Linked DNA regions of Mus musculus: regions 1 and 3 are each linked to region 2. Evidence: chromatin contacts called from public HiCAR-type and Micro-C data. All regions are on one chromosome and are shown on one strand. The core of a region is the stretch at or near the end of the contact, and the rest is flanking DNA. Distances in the headings are between cores, read along the strand shown. Region 1 holds the start of Grip1 (glutamate receptor interacting protein 1). Region 2 holds the start of Rap1b (RAS related protein 1b). Region 3 holds the start of Cand1 (cullin associated and neddylation disassociated 1).

What was found. Hi-C and Micro-C count contacts between places; a contact is called where the count stands out from the background. HiCAR-type assays count read pairs that join an accessible place to other places.
Region 1: a contact with region 2 is called in a Micro-C map of embryonic stem cells, with 7 times the contacts expected there. The contact joins the promoter of Grip1 here to the promoter of Rap1b in region 2. A contact is called at or near these places in 3 of 39 promoter capture datasets (hippocampal neurons, liver and pre-B cells) and 1 of 484 Hi-C or Micro-C datasets (embryonic stem cells).
Region 3: a contact with region 2 is called in a HiCAR-type map of astrocytes, with 5 times the contacts expected there. The contact joins the promoter of Cand1 here to the promoter of Rap1b in region 2. A contact is called at or near these places in 8 of 39 promoter capture datasets (the 3T3-L1 cell line, cranial neural crest, embryonic stem cells and 4 more), 3 of 484 Hi-C or Micro-C datasets (cranial neural crest, embryonic stem cells and pre-B cells) and 3 of 115 datasets of contacts at active chromatin or transcription factors (astrocytes, embryonic stem cells and pancreatic cancer cells).

Annotation. Positions count from the first base shown.
Region 1 is chr10:119,452,448-119,455,659 of GRCm38.p6, reverse strand. It overlaps Grip1 (glutamate receptor interacting protein 1), which reads right to left and starts at 1,626. Exons shown (of 23, transcript NM_001277292.1): 1 at 1,238-1,626. The coding sequence starts at 1,295.
Region 2 is chr10:117,844,706-117,848,175 of GRCm38.p6, reverse strand. Rap1b (RAS related protein 1b) reads left to right here and starts at 2,202. Exons shown (of 8, transcript NM_024457.2): 1 at 2,202-2,345.
Region 3 is chr10:119,238,621-119,241,924 of GRCm38.p6, reverse strand. Cand1 (cullin associated and neddylation disassociated 1) reads left to right here and starts at 1,870. Exons shown (of 15, transcript NM_027994.1): 1 at 1,870-2,284. The coding sequence starts at 2,217.

The DNA.
Region 1 (3,212 bases), core at 377-2,876, 1.6 Mb before region 2:
CACCGTCCATACCAGCTCCCCCACGCTGCAGAATCAAATTCTTTTGGGGTGGGGGGGGCAGGGGGGAAATAGCGCTGTCCCTTCTACACACCAGATTGGCTTCCTGCTTCCATCACAGCCTACCCACGAAGCACCATTTAACCTCCAGCACCAACTGTTAGTCATGAAGACCCTGCAGCCTGAAAGCCATTCAATTCTCAAGCAGGTTCCTTGAACAAGCCAAAGCAGGCTGTAGTTGAAGCAGCAGGAGTATATAAACCCTGGTGGACCTTGACAGCCAGGGAATCCCTCTGGATGCTGCGCACCCCACAGCCCCATGGGGCCTTGGTAGGAAATTTTGGTGTACTCCGTACATGATATCCAGGTTACGGCCAACCACTGCACAACCCAAACACCGTAAGATGACAACAGAACCAAGCGTTTAGAGTGCAAAAGGCCTTCAACTTTTCCTCTCCGCGAGTCACTTCAAAACAACGTGCCCAGCACACTTGGCAGGCTGAAGCACAAAGGGGCTGCAGAGCCACCTGGCACGGAGAGCCGTGTCTTCCGAAGAAAACAGACAGTAATTATGAAAAGTCCGCAGTCCTGCGGTATTAACTAGAAAGCCGGGACTGCGCTGGGCATAACTCATCTTTTAGGCAGTCACTACCAGCCAGGGGACAGTCAGTCCTCTCTCCCCTCCCCCCTTCCAGCGACCCAAGGCAGCGCCCCCTACCCGCCCCCCACACTCTTCCCCCTTCTACTCCCCCTTTAAGAATCTCCTGCAACTTTGGGTTTGGCAGCACCATCGTAGCCCAGCCAGAGGCGGGGACATCGTCAAGGCGGCCGCGGCAGGAGGAGGAAAGTTTGAAAAGTCACTTAAAGCATTGCAAGATTCTCCCCCACCCCCAGCACCAGGAGAGCCCACCGCACAGAGAGGAGCCGGGGCTCCACGTGCGCAGCGGGCCCAGGAGAAGCTGGAGTTCCCTCTAGGTCCTCGGTAAGAAAAAACAGAATCTTTCCCCGGGCGAAAAGTTGCTTGCCGCAGCACTGTTCCCTTGCCCCCTCGGCTTTTCCCCCCTCCAGATCCCCAAACCCCCTCTCGGATTTCGCAAGGTGCCACCTGGCCTGGAGCGCGGTCCCCGGAGGGCACGGCGCCCCTCCCTTGCCGGCCGGAGGACAGGTCTCGGGGAGCTGGGGGACAGGGAGGCACCGAGGGCGCCCGGCCCGGCCCCCCAGGCTCGACCGCCAGGCTCACCTCTCTCCTGCTCCTCCGCTTGTAAGCAGATGGGGATGTTCTTCTTCCAGCCCGGCATGGTGTCTGCTCCCTGAGCTTGCTCCGGGGCGTACTCGCTGGCTCGCTCACTCGCTGGTCGCCGGCTCTGGGGCTCGCCGCGCCTCCTGGCTCACGCCCTCCGGCCGGTAGCAACACGCCCGAGGCTGCTCAGCGGGGCTGGGGCGCCGAGGCGACTCCCCGATACATTGAGGCGACGCCGCGCGCCCCGCTGCTCGCCTCCAAGTCTCCCGAGCTCCCCGGGGGTGGCGGTGGCGGTGGCTGTGGCGGTCGGGCCGCGCGGTAACCGGGCAGAGCTGGGGGGGGGGGGGGGTTCTGCAGCCGCGGTGGCGCGGTGTGGCCGCGAGGCCGGGGGACCGGAGCAGGCCGGTGTAGGACCGCCGAGCCCCCGGAGGTGGGCGCCGGCGGGAGCTCAGGGCTGGCGCCGCCTCGCTCCGCTCCTCCTCCTCCACCTCCTCCTCCTCTTCGTCGTCCTCGCCTTCTCCTTCCTCGTCCCTCCGCCGCCAGCAGGTGGGACTCGGAGCCGCCGCGGCCGCACAAAGCTCCTCGGGGCGGGCGGGACCGAGCTGCGGGCTCCCGGGGCGCCTGTCGCCAGAGCCTCTCCCCCCGAGACGCGCGCGAGGCTGGGCGGGCACGGAGGGGCGCGCGCGCTCACACCCTCGGCGCCCGGATCGCCGGCCTGCGAGGCGCGCCCGGCCCGCCAGGTACGGAGCCTGGCACCCCGCCGCCGCTGCGGAGCCCTCGCCCGCCCCTCCCGGGCCTCCCGCCCCGAGCCCGACCGGCCGCTTAGGCGGCTTTGGCGATGACCTCGATGAAGCAGGGGGCAGTGTCCTTCCCTCTAGTCCCTCCTTCTCGCCGCTCACTCCCCTCCCCAGCCCTGCCCGTCGCCCCCTCCCCCAAGTTGAGACTCGCAGCTCCGGATTCGCTAACTTCGCCCTCAACACAGGGGCAGTGGCAACTTTCGGGATGGTCGGCGCTGGTCCCAGGGGTGGGGACGGTGGGAGCCAGGAGCCCCTTTTGTTTTAAAGGATGCAAGCAGACCTCAGCTGAGTGAATATTTAATAGCTGTCTTCAAGTGTAGGAAGGAATTTTATGATCAGGTTTTATGATTAGTTTCTTCCTCTTGTCATAGGCTCACAGAAAGAAAAAAAAAATCAGTGGAAAATGAATAAAGGTGGGGAGGGGGAGGGGGGACAGAAGCCTTTGTACCAGAGCCTGGAAGGTTCTGCCCAGGCATGTGGGCTCTTCCTTGAGACCTCAGTGCTACTAGGAGAGGGACTTTTGGCAGCTGTCTGTCTTGCATGGAGATGCCATTCATTTCTTCAAGCCTGGGCCTCTGGCTGGAAAATAGCCATGCCTTTCCCTCCCATCTGACGGGTTCTGAAGAGTTTGGAGCCCCAGAGGCTGTATCTACTGGAGTGTGGTTTGGGGGTTTCGCCTCTGCGGTTTCTTTTGGCCTCTGAAGGAACTGTGGTTCCTCTCCCTCAATGGGGACATCAGCTCTTGCCAGCCTTCTGCTCTCTCACTGCCAGAGCAATAGCATAATCACACAGCACCTGAAGATAAGGTCTGTCTTCTCCTGCCATCTCATAAACTGTCTGATCAAGCAGGGATGTTGGCACCTGCCGTTGCCCCTTGTGCGAGTGCTTGGTTGTCACTGCAGAGCTGCCCTGCTGCCAAAAACCAGTGGCTGTCTCTCCTAAGGAAAGAAAGGAAAGGATTCAAGAGCAGAGCTACACAGCACCTGGGAGCTGAAGAGCTAAGTAGAAACTGAGTCACAACATCCCAGGGGTTCTTAGAAATCCCATCTGCGCTGGGCAGTGGTGGCTTGGTGGTGCATGCCTTTAATTCCAGCACTTGGGAGGCAGAGGCAAGTATGTCTCAGAGTTCGAAGCCAGCCTGGTCTTCAGAGCGAGTTCCAGGACAGCCAAAACTATAC
Region 2 (3,470 bases), core at 953-3,452:
GCAATTGCCCAAATGTCAAAGTGTTTAAAACAAAGAAAAAAATAAAACCAAAACAGCCCATTGGTAATCAGTACCCTGGCTCAAAATGTCAGTCTTTGAGACATGTCAAATCTTCCTTCAATAACTGATAAAATAGGGGACTGGAGAGATGGCTCAGTGGTTAAGAGCATGGGCTGTTCTTCCAGAGGTCCTGAGTTCAATTCCCAGCCATCACATGGTGGCTCACAACCATCTATAATGGGATCTGATGCTCTTTTCTGCTATACGTGAAGACAGAGTATATATGTAATTGGTAAGAGCAAAATGGAAATTGCAATTTATTCATGAATAATTGACAATACCAACAGATTGTTCCAAAACTTGCCTTTGAAACCGCCACTAAAATGTTGTTCTGAGAAAATAACAATTATTGAAATAGGTAATACTTAAGTAATACAAACCATGAAGCAGCTGGAAAACGCTGCTATCAAAAACTTGTCAGGGAGGAGGAGGGCTCAGCAGGACAAAGGGCTTGTTACCCAGGCAGGAGAACCGGGGTTTCCAGTTCAGTCCCCCTGCAGTCACATAAGAATCCAGAGTGGTGGGAATGGAGACAGGAGACTCCCTTGAGATTGGTGGCCAGCCACTCAAGCCTAATTGGTGAGGTTCAGTGAGAGACCCTGTTTCAAAACAACTAAGTGGAGAGCGACAGAAAATAACCTGTTCACCTCTGGCTTCTGTGTGCCCACAGGCGAGGGCACAAGCGTGCAGAAGCACACACAACTGTCAATTATGGGTTTTTTCTTTTTTTGTTGTTCTAAAGGTTGAACCTACTACACTCGGACACTTGCTAGACAAGTACTGGATCATTAAGCTATGCCCCCCCCCTTTTTTTAACTTCTTGAGAATCTCACAAAACCGTTTAGGTTGGCTTTAACTTACTCTGTGGCCTCAGCAACCTAGAATTTGCAAGGAGCCACCTCCTGCTCAGTCTGCAGAAGAAAGAGGTGTGCTCTTACAGACTGGCATCCTGAGACCCAGCTATAATTCTTTCTTACTCGCTCACTTAACTCAGGTTAGCGTAGTGGTCACGTCTCCATTTCTCTTCTAGGGTTCGTTAAATTTCCAGAATAATTTGTACAGGGAGGGCCAGCTAAATTGCCTACTCCTTTCAGTACTTTCCTCTCAAGTTTTGTTCATCAAAACCTTTTCCCTCGCTGGCAGTGGTGGCGCATGCCTTTAATCCCCAGCACTCCATACGTAGAGGCAGGTGTATCTGAGATGAAAGCCAAGCTGGTCAACATAGCAAGGTCAGGCCAGCCAGGACCACGCAATGAAGAGAGCGTAATCAGAGCAGAAACAAAGTCTTCCAAACAAAGCTCTGATAGCATGATTCTCATATTAAAGGTGATGGTGAGAAAATATTCTAATTACCTAGATCGATGTAAGTTCTTGTGCTCTTTGGAACAAGTCATTTTTGGACAGAGCTTTTCGGAGTCACATCATAGACTGACATCTATGAGTAATCTATAAAGTCATGAAGGCGCCCCAGGCATGCTCTTCCATGAACCAATTATTTTAATTCTATAAACTGTTCACTTAGGCACAGGCCATAAGCATGCTTTGGAATCCTCCATTCGCGAACTGCGTCTGGCAGGGTAATTTGGACAGCTGGCCCTGCTTAACACACCACAGGCTGAAATACTTGTCAAACCTAAAGAAAGGCCATTTGAAAAATGAAAAGCTGCCCTCGCGCTCTGGGAGTGGGAACTGCTGCTCTGTTACTTCCCCAGCACAAAGGACCACGCGAACACCGACGGTCTGGGGGCGTTGGCGACTGTGCACTCGGAGGCCCCGCGAAGGCGTCAGAGGTTTCCAAGCCCCTGAGCTCCCCGTTACCCGCTGGGGTCGAAACGGATGCGCTCCGCTGAGGCTGACACCGATTATGTCGGACAGCCCAGCCAGCGGGGGGCGAGGCCGACCGCAGCAACGAGACGCAGGGCAGGGGAGAAGGGCCACGGCCGGAGCCGGCGACCGAGAGCCGGGGCGAGGCCCACTGCGAGGCGAGCACGACGAGACCCCGCCCCCCTCCGCCAGGGCCCGCCTCGGCCCCGCCCCTTCCCGGGCTGCGCTCCTGCGCGCCCCGCCCGCGGGCGGAAGCGAGAGCGAGGCTGAACGCCTGACGTCAAGGCGACACCGCCAAACCTCGCCCAGAGTCAGGCGTGGAAAGCAGCCCGAGCGGCGGCGGCGGCGGCGACGGCGACGGCGGCAGCGGCAGAGACCGCCGTGGCGCCGGGAGCAGCGACCCGAAGGGAACGCGCGGCGACGGCGAGGGCGACGGCGGCGACCCGGTGACAGCGCGAGAGGTGGGCGCGGGGTGCGTGCGTGGCCGCGAGGCTGGCGGGGGGCCGGGCGCCGGCTGAGGGGAGAGGTGGGGTGCGGCGCGGACCGGGCGGGGCAGCCCGATGGCCCCCGCGGCGGCGAGGGTGGCCCGGGCGCGCGGCAGGTGGCTGGCGGGGGGCCCCCCGAGTCCCTCGCTCGCTTCGGCGGGGCGCGCCGCCTCGGGGCGGCCGGGGAGGAACCGCGGCCGCGGCGGGGGAGCAGCGCGCTTTGCGGAAGGGGTCAAATGTCTGAAATATGGCGGAGGAAGTGAGCGCCCGAGGAGCCCCCACCCGCCTGCCCGAGGCCCCCGCAGCCTTCCCCGCCGCGCCCCGCTCCCCGCCTCGGCGGTGGGTGGAAGTTAGAGCGGAAACCAGAAAGTTGTCCTCTGCGGACACCCGGGCTTCTCCCAGCCCGGGGCCGGGCGGGCGGAGCAGCGTCGCGAGGGGGGGCGGGGGGACCACTCCCCGGCGCCCCGCGGGCTCGAGCCTGACAGGGAAAAAGTTTGCCCGGATCGGGGCTGGCTTGCTTCATTTGTTGCGGGAAGTGGCAGGAGGAAGGCAGCGGAGCGAGCCCCACCTAGTCTGGCAGCCGCCACCGTGCAGAGGGAAAAAAAAAATGTTAAAGGGGCCTTTCCTTCGTCAGCAAGAGGAAATCTCTTTTTCTCTTGCAGAGAGAAAAATCCAGGAAGTTTGTCCTCTTCTCCTTTTTTTTTTTTTTTTCTTTTCGCCATCTCGAGGTGTCTGATTCTGAAACTGACTTATCAGCGCCGTGAATTTGGGAACTAGGCCCTCGGGATTTTCCTTGGGGTGGAGGGGGGCGGGAGGAGAAGATGCCTTTGGAAGAAACATCTTCGCTTAAGAGTTTTGAGCAGATGGGATTGCTTTCCTTTCGCTTGCCCCCTCCCACCCCCCAATGCTTTAGAAAGATATTTTGGCCCTGCGACTCTCGACTCGTGTGCATACAAGCACTTCTTTATTACAGTAATAGGAACTCACATTTTTTTTTTTTACTAAGTTGAAAGTTGACATTACGATGCAGGCTGGACTTTTCAATATTTTAAAAATCAATTGAGTCTCGTTGAAATGTTTGCTTTGCTGGCAGTGTGTATT
Region 3 (3,304 bases), core at 621-3,120, 1.4 Mb before region 2:
GAAAATCAGGTAGTTTTGCTGGGATTGGGAGTATCTGGAATCAGTGAGCTTTTTTTTTTTTTTTTTCTGAGACAGGGTTTCTCTGTGTAGCCCTGGCTGTCCTGGAACTCACTTTGTAGACCAGTCTGGCCTCGAACTCAGAAATCCATCATCTGCCTCCCCAGTGCTGAGATTAAAGGCGTGCACCACCACGGCCGGCTTAGTGAGCTATTTTACAGATTTATGGAGGAGGTGGCTGTAGAGATGGCTCAATGGTTAAGAGCATCTCTTCCAGAGGACCAGGGGTTCAAGTCCTAACACCCTCAGTGATCACACTTGTTTATAACTGGAGCTCCAGGGATCTGACACCCACACACAGATACACATGGAGGAATTACACCAATGCACGTAAAATAAACAAATTATTAGCCAGGCGTGGTGGCACACAGCTTCAATCCTAATATTGCAGGCAGAGGCAGAGGGGCAGAGGGGAAGGGGGGCAGGGGGTCAGAGGGGCAGGGGGGCAGAGGCAGGGGGATCTGAGTTTGAGATCAGCCTGGTCTACAGATTGAGTTCCAAAACAGCCAGGGTTACCCAGAGAAACTCTATCTCAGAAAAGCAAACCAAACCTAAATCTCTGATCCTTCCAACTCTTCTTTGGGCTATTTGTGAAATACTGAACGGTTAGGGAAACTTGGAGAGTAAACAAACAGTTGTACATGTCACCTCTGATCTCTGGTGGTTGTGTTGGTGTATCCGAGCACATAGGAAAACTTAGATTTCATAACTAAGTGCACAGAAGCCGACTATTGAAAGATGTAGGCTCAGAGCACAATCTGCAATGATACTTCCCCACCACCTCCCCTATTTGCGACAGGTTTGCACTAGATACCCCTAACTGGCCTAGGATTCGATTTAGAGACCAAGCTAGCTTTTATACTTGAGACCCACAAGGCTCTCCTACACTTGCCTCTACTGATCAGGGATTAGAGGCGTGCACCATCCATGTTTGGCATTGGGAGAGAATCCTTACTAGGACCTAAATGGAACAGAAAAAAAGTGGCTCCGGGATGAATAAAAGGATTACGTCCAAACTGTGGCCCTGAGGCCTTTTAGCGGAGCAAAGATTAGTACTAAGGTTCGACTAGGCCCCTACCAAAACACTGAATTTTGCAAGGCGCTTGCCCAAAACAACATGAGGACGGGGGTGGGGGTGGGAGTGGGCGATGTTTTCAGGGAAACAGACACTTTAGAAACAGCACACGCCGATGGAAAGATTTTATTTAGCATAACCCGCGTTGCCTGCCTGCAAATCCCAGCATTCTCTCCGACCACGGGAACCAATAAAGAAACTCCAGGTTCAAAGAGCCAATCACGTCCTTCGTGTGTCCCCAATTGAATTGTGGGAGTCGTAGTTCTCACGTGGCAACCATACAGCATGGTTGTTAGGGGACAGTTTCGGCCACGCGTACCGTTCGGAAAGAGAGCTCATTTTTCCATTGCACCCCTTGGCCTCCAGGCCAGCTCTTAGCATCATCACCCACAAGCCCCACGCGCTTTCAAACGCATAGACCTTCCTTCTTAATGTCGCAGGGAGGAGCAAGGAGCGTTTGCAGAACTCCGGCCTTGGACGCTCACTGCCCGTCCTTTAACCGTCGCTTTAAGGTCTCGCGAGAAGAGCCCCTCGAGGCGTTGCCATTCCGCCCGAAAGGCGGCCCGTGCGAAGACAGACAGCCGGCCGGGCCAACGGGAGCGTCCCTGTAAACCGCGACTGCGCAGAGTGCGCCGGGCAGCCCCGGTGACCTCCGACCCCGCCTCCCCGCAGCGCCCTGCGTCGGCCGCCCCCGCCCTCCTAGCGAAGGAGGCGGGCTTTGGCCTCTTGCCCTAGGGAGCGAGTGCGGAGGGAGTGGGAGCGAGGCGGCCCGAACGCAAGTGTCTGGCTTCCCGGCGAGGCCCAAGCCGTCCGTCCCGCCGCCCATGAGCTCGGCGCCCCGCGAGCAGCGCCGTCGTTAGGCCGTCCCCGTCACTCACTCTCGGCCTCCCCTACCTCCCCCCCGGGGCAGCCATTCCCCTCCCCATCCCCGTCTGGCCGGGGACTGGACGTCGCGTCGGAGCGCCTTCCCCAGTCCGCGTCGCGGTGCGACCCTGGAAGCGGGCGCCGCCGCCAAGGAGAGGAGGAGCCCCGGCCGCGGGGCCCAGCAGCCACTGAGCCAGCAGGCGGGATCGAGGCCGGCAACATGGCGAGCGCTTCGTACCACATCTCCAACTTGCTGGAGAAAATGACATCCAGCGACAAGGACTTCAGGTGAGGCTGAAATCCGACCCTCGCCCCACCTCGGGGTGGGGGAGAGGTGGAGGGCGGCCGCCGCCCGGGCCTCGCGACAGGCCCTGCCCCACCCCTCGGTCCGGCGGGTCTCCAGCCACCCCCTCCCCCATCTCCCCGCTAGGCCGTTGTCCGCTCTGGCCGCCCGGGGCTGGTCCGCGTCCCGGCGTCCCTGGCGCATCCTTTGTCCACCCCCAGGGACGCGTCCCAGGTAGCGCCCGGGCCCGAAGGCACGGGCTGCGCGGGAGGGAAGGAGTTTTTCCCGGGCGGGCGGGTGGCCGGGCCTAGTCCCCGGCCCTCCCGAGGCGCCAGGCCATCCCGGCGCTGGGGGACAAGCTGCCGCTCTCCAGCCACTCAGCCGCCGCCTGGCTTTTTCCCGCGGATGGGAAATGGGTGCCACGATCAACTTTCTCCGAGGCCTTCGCTGATTGGATTGTATACTTTCTCTTTGGATCCTTCTCTTTGGCGAAGGTGGCCAGAAGGGGGAGGGGAGCCCGGCTTGGTGGGGGGGAAACTTGGCCTGCAGGGTTTTCCCGCCAGCATCCCTGTCACTTTTCTCCGGCCGAGTGAAAGCCACGCAGGATCTTGGGGTTTCGGTCTCACATCCCTATACAGAGTCATGGCCAGAGGGCTGGATTGCCAAGCAAACCAATCTTGAAAAGAGAGGCTGGTGAGCCATGAAGCTTAATCATAGAGTTGTGTTCTGCAAGACCTGGACCATTGGTTCTTAGTCCCGTGCATATCGAAGGTGTTATATTTTCACACAGTCGCCTCGTCTGTTTTTTTCATGCTACACTGATTGTTAACACACACACCACGCCTAATCCTTCACAAATAAGCCCTCTGTCAAAAGAAAAAAGGCTATTTTTTTGATACCTAAGTTTTCCTCTGTAATGCCTTGGGCCATAGTACAGTTTTGTGTGCATTTAGACTAAAGAACAAGTAATCTTTGGTTAAAATTAGTCTAGGAGCTTGGTTTTTGTTCTGTGAACTCTTAACACC